2 separate regions of the Pan troglodytes genome follow, and region 2 is linked to region 1. The links are chromatin contacts, called in public HiChIP or PLAC-seq maps. All regions are on one chromosome and are shown on one strand. The core of a region is the stretch at or near the end of the contact, and the rest is flanking DNA. Distances in the headings are between cores, read along the strand shown. Region 1 holds the start of STX7 (syntaxin 7). Region 2 holds the start of SLC18B1 (solute carrier family 18 member B1).

Region 1 (2,700 bases), core at 194-2,693:
TTGTACTACTTGGTTGTAGTTCACAACACCGAGGATTGTTTTTTTCACACTTTCACACATGAAACTTGCAAATTAAATGGAATCACAGCAAACTTCACTCAGACTTACTGTGAATATTTTCTATAATTTACTTTTCAATCATCAGCACTTAAAGTTTGGGGTCATAATCAAAATGAGGATTGATTTTGTTATCAAGAGCAACATAAGTAACATATCTGAGGAAAAATTATGATGTTAATGAGTTAATATGGTATCATATTAACCTCTACAGAAACTGTGAAGTTAAGAGCATAATTCTTAACTAGTCACGAGTCTGAGGCCAACTTCTCAAAGTAGCCTATAAGGCCTGTCCACAACACAAAACACAGTTTAAAACACCGTTATCAGCCTCTGCCCAGGTGTGCTCAGAGAACCTGCAGAAGAAATGTCCACTTCCAACATTGTTAAATAGCACAGCATTTCATAATTACTTTCTTTTCTTCCAGATTCTGGGCAAGTTTTATATATTATATATAATTATAGTCAGAATACAACGATCTGAGGTAAACAAAAATTAACGTATACAGATAAGAGCCAAACAAATGTAAGAAATTTGTGGGAAAAAACACACAGCATTTGATCAGAAATGCAACTTTTTTTCTTTGTCTGAATTTAAAGAAACTAACTAGAAAACAAGGTGGAGGAAATACTAGAAATATTTTATGTATGTTTAAAGGTTTTTATGTAAATTAATTAAAGGTGTATACTAAAAGAATGTCAAAGTATGTTAAAGTCATCAAGCCAAATTAAAAAAACAATACTACGCGCCTCTGAATAAACAAACATACACGGTTCGCCTGCTACAGCCATACATTTTTCAGTTCCTCTATATTCGGGAAGTTTAATGTGTTTTTCAATCCGTGAGTTGAAAAGAGGAAGAGGTCATTTGGTCGTGTCTGGATTCCTGAGCTGGGCCCCAGCCGGCTCTGGCGCCCTCCCCGGGGTGCGCTCCGCCAGCCGTGCGCCTCCGGAGCTCTGCCCAGGGGACCGCGGCGGGTGCGTGGCTGGGTAGGCCCACCTGACCACAGCCGCGCGCACCCGGAATGCGGAACGCGCCGCGCCCTTGCACCCGGCCGGGGGGCGTGGGGAGCCGCAGGCGCTCCGGGAGCTGGGGCAGTCCCGCCCTTCCCAGCCTCCCGAGTGCCTGCTGCAGAGCGCAGGGCGGCGGCCACCTGACCACGCGCACAAACAAGAAGGCGCAGCAGCCGCAGGGGCACCGCGCCTCCCTGTCGCCCGGCCAGGGAGCCCCCCTCCCCAGGGTCCTCTTACCTGGACCTCCACGGCTCCCTCCTACACCTCCGACCGCCGTCACCCACCTACCCCGGAGCCCTCAGCTGCAATTCTCAGCTGATGGGCGGTGGCGTGGGGACGCCCAGTGCGCATGCCCGCAGCACAACTCAGGAAGAAGGCGGGGTTCACCCCTTTTCTATTGGCCCGCGGGGCTGAGTGACAGCGGCCCTCACCGCCCCTCCGGTTCCAAGCTAAGGAATGGGGGTATCAGCAAAATTGCAAGGGAGCTGTTCTTTGAAGCCTGACGTAGAGATGGTGAACGCCTCTTAGCCTACGTGCAAAAAAGGACAGAATGGAGGACAGTTGTCTTCTTTATCTGGTGAAGCCAGCCTTCTTGCACGCGAGTCTTCACCCCGCCCCATTAGCTCTTGCCTGTCTTGTTTGCTAACCTTTAATTGCAGTAGATCGCGTTCACAGCTCTATCGAAAAATGCAAAGGCGAGCACACAATCCTAGCAAGAACAATGAAGGAATAAGTGAAGAGTCATCTCTGGGTGCTCACTTAGTAAACAAGTTTTCCTAGTACATACAAGTCATTCTAAGCATTCCTGAAAAGCAGGGCGTAGTTTTCACAGGGTTTAAAACAAGCAGAGACAGTTCCAATGATAAATATGCAAATATATTGTAATTGTTAGATGAAAAGCATCAATTGCTACAAATGAAAGAAAGCCCTCTCCAAATTAATTAGAAGATAGATCGGCTTAGCCTTTGCCTATATTAAGGCAACACTATTTTCTAAAATGATTACCCGGATAGGTGATATCAAAAGTCCAGACGCACTTAGGTGGAAAAAAACAAAACCCAGGATAGAATTCTGATTGGAACTCACCGACACTAAGTGTGGAATGTTATCTGCTTAAGAGAGATGGACAGAGAAAGAATAACCCTGAAAACGAGTAACCCACAAGATAGGAAATAAACCAGGAAAAGGTAAACTAGAGAATGAAGGAAAAAAAGAGGGAATTGTCCATGATGTCACCTGTTACACAAAGTTCAAGTAAATAAAGAACTGAAAGTAGTGCATTGTACTTGAGAATTAGGAAGTGGCTGGTGAACGTAGGAAGAAACATTTCAATCATTGAAGGAACTCATGAAAGGATCTTACATCCGTGTGAGGTTTAGTGCACTTTCCAAATACCCATTCATATTACCTTTGATAGAACTCTGGACTCTGGGGAGGGAAGGTACAATGCACTACAGAAGAACCTGAGATTAAGTGGCCTCTTCAAGTTGCCCTGATAGTTACTGACTATGCTGGGACCAAAACTTAGCTGTCTGAGCCCTCATCCTGGGCTCATTCCAATTCCTTGTTTTAAAATATGTTATGAGTGGATTCCTTCCAGGTCTTTTGAAAACTTAGAATAAGATTTCA
Region 2 (2,720 bases), core at 178-2,677, 290 kb after region 1:
GCTGAGCTTAGGGCTATTTTGAATATAGCACATTTGATCAAATGGAACACAATCCTTGTACATTACTGCCGTTTTGAAAACGTACTGCTTTCGGCTGGGCGCGGTGGCTCACGCCTGTAATCCCAGCACTTTGGGAGGCCGAGGCAGGCGGATCACGAGGTCAGGAGATCGAGACCATCCTGGCTAACACGGTGAAACCCCGTCTCTACTAAAAATACAAAAAATTAGCCGGGCGTGGTGGCGGGCGCCTGTATCCCAGCTACTCGGGAGGCTGAGGCAGGAGAATGGCCTGAACCCGGGAGGCGGAGCTTGCAGTGAGCCGAGATCGCACCGTTGCACTCCAGCCTGGGCTACAGAGAGAGACTCCGTCTCAAAAAAGCAAAACAAAACAAACAAACAAAAACAAAAAACAAACAAAAAAGATTTCTAAGGCAGTATTGAAGTCAAATGAAGTGTAAGTAGGAGAAAACAAGCTAAATCATTCAGCTGGTGAATTAATATTTACAACGGTACGCTTCTGGATAGACAAGTCCCACAAATTCATAAATACTTTTTTTTTTTACCCTAATTACTGGTCTTTTACATCAGTTAATTTAACACTTATTTCCAGGGCTAAATTGTCATTTAAAAACACGAAATCAATTACTGAGTTCCAAATATCCAAGCAAATCCATCAGCCATTTATAAATTAAATTGTTTTTAGGAAAAACTTAAGAAAAACACATTTGCTTTGCTCTATTTGTCAGAGGTTGCCATTGCAGTCCAGAAGGGAAAAAAAAATCAGTGCAACATGAGGAAGTCTTAGGAATCTTTGTAAAATGTTTGTAGTAGATAAGAAAGGGAAATGAAAGTTAAAAAGAAAGGCAACAACAATGGGTACTTGAAAGGTAACGTTTTACATTTGCCTAATGGCATACTTATTTGAATGCATTAAACACACAGTACTTAAAAGCAGAGGTATAGGTTAGAAAGTCATTAGAAACCGTGACACATATCCAATCCTGGAACTCTACCCCGTCCAGAGAGAAAAGAAACGCTGGCCCGAACCCCACGATCAGGCCCCAGCCTTTTCCAGTCTCTCGGAAACAGATCAAGCTATAAGCAATTCAATCGTTGCTAAAGAGACACGCCGGAAGCCGCCGCTGGTCTCCGGGCTCCCGGCCACGCAATTCATGGTCACCTCCTGGTGCGCGTGGTCCCTCCAGGTCACCCAGCGCCTCCATCCCCGGTGCGTGGACTCCGGCGCCCCAGCTCCCGGCTTCAAGCCACGTCCTTGGACTCGATCTCCAAGGAGCCACTGGCACTCTGGCGGGCGGCCGCTGCTCAGCTGGAACCTGGCATCCCCGACTCCCTGCGGGCAGCGATCCTCCCGGCCCGGAGCTCCGCAAAGCCTTCCAGGACTCTGAGTCCCGGGGAGGCGGCCGGGGGCGGGGCAGGGGTGGAGCAAGGCTCCTTTTTTTTTTTTTTTTTTGCCCCCCCCATTATCTTAATCCACCACCTCAGCTGCTATATCATGGTGTCCTTTTTCATTCTGTGACAGAGAGTGAAAAAAGATGAGTCTATATTCCATACAGCTGTACCCCCCTCGATCTTAAAATAAGTTCAGTTTATTCCTACGAAACGAAAGAAAGGAAGCTTATGTAGACACAGAAAAGGTAGGGAGTACCTCAACTGAAAGACACAAAAGTGAATTAGAAAATTAGGTTATACAGGAACTTTGAAAGAGTGAATTATTTTTCACAGTGGGTAAATGCGGTAGTGTTCGTAATTACTGAAGCCAGACACTATTGAACCGGAAATGAATTAACCTATGTGAAGCACCTGGAGTCGAAAAATATTTGCAAGAATACTAATAAATATCGAGGAAGCATGGTGAAGTGGCTAGGAGTGCGACCTCTGGAGGCAGGTGCCAGGGATTCAAGCCAGGGCACTTGCTGGTTGTGTGTAACTTTGGATGACAAGGTCAGTTTCTCTACCTGTACAACTGAGATTATAATGTTTATCTCGTAGGGCGGCTGTGAGCATTGGCGATAAAGTGTGTTAGTAGCTAGCACATGAACATGATGGCTGCTACCTTACTCTCACACTCACAGTTTTCTTGCATAAAAAATAGGTTTCACTTATTTTCACCGTATTTACTATTTGGGAAGTGTTAAAGCTCGAGGACTGGCTGGGCACGGTGGCTCATGCCTGTAATCCCAGCAGTTTGGGAGGCCGAGGTGGGCAGCTCACCTGAGGTCAGGAGTTCTAGACCAGCCTGGCCAACATGGTGAAACCCTGTCTCTACTATAAAAATACAAAAAAATTAGCCGGGCGTGGTGGCAGGCACCTGTAATCCCAGCTACTAGGGAGGCTGAGGCAGGAGAATCGTTTGAACCTGGGAGGCGGAGGTTACAGTGAGCCAAGATCCAAAAGAATTGTGTGAGGGTAGCTTTATCGACTGAGAATCTGCCTCAGATCCACTGTACAAGGTCAGTTCAAATACACAGGATGGCTGATAGTAAGTTTGTAATTACTGTGCCACCTCATTCCAGCCTGGGTGAAAAAGCGAAACTCTGTCTCAAATAAATAAATAAAGTTTAAGGACTGGGAAATTCTTGTTTTGAAGCCAAAGCAAAACAAAAGACTGAGTTACCACTTTGTGCCAGGCATTATGAATTTAAAAAGGAATGAGCCCCATCCAGACTCTGCCCTCAAGTAGCACACCTTCTAGCAGATGA

The links. HiChIP or PLAC-seq counts read pairs in DNA pulled down with a chosen protein or histone mark.
Region 2: an H3K4me3 HiChIP or PLAC-seq map of stem cell-derived excitatory neurons shows a contact between it and region 1, with 4 times the contacts expected there. The contact joins the promoter of SLC18B1 here to the promoter of STX7 in region 1.

Annotation. Positions count from the first base shown.
Region 1 is chr5:144,388,984-144,391,683 of NHGRI_mPanTro3-v2.0_pri, forward strand. STX7 (syntaxin 7) reads right to left here and starts at 1,444. Exons shown (of 10, transcript XM_518745.8): 1 at 1,309-1,444.
Region 2 is chr5:144,674,664-144,677,383 of NHGRI_mPanTro3-v2.0_pri, forward strand. SLC18B1 (solute carrier family 18 member B1) reads right to left here and starts at 1,428. Exons shown (of 14, transcript XR_681018.3): 1 at 1,181-1,428.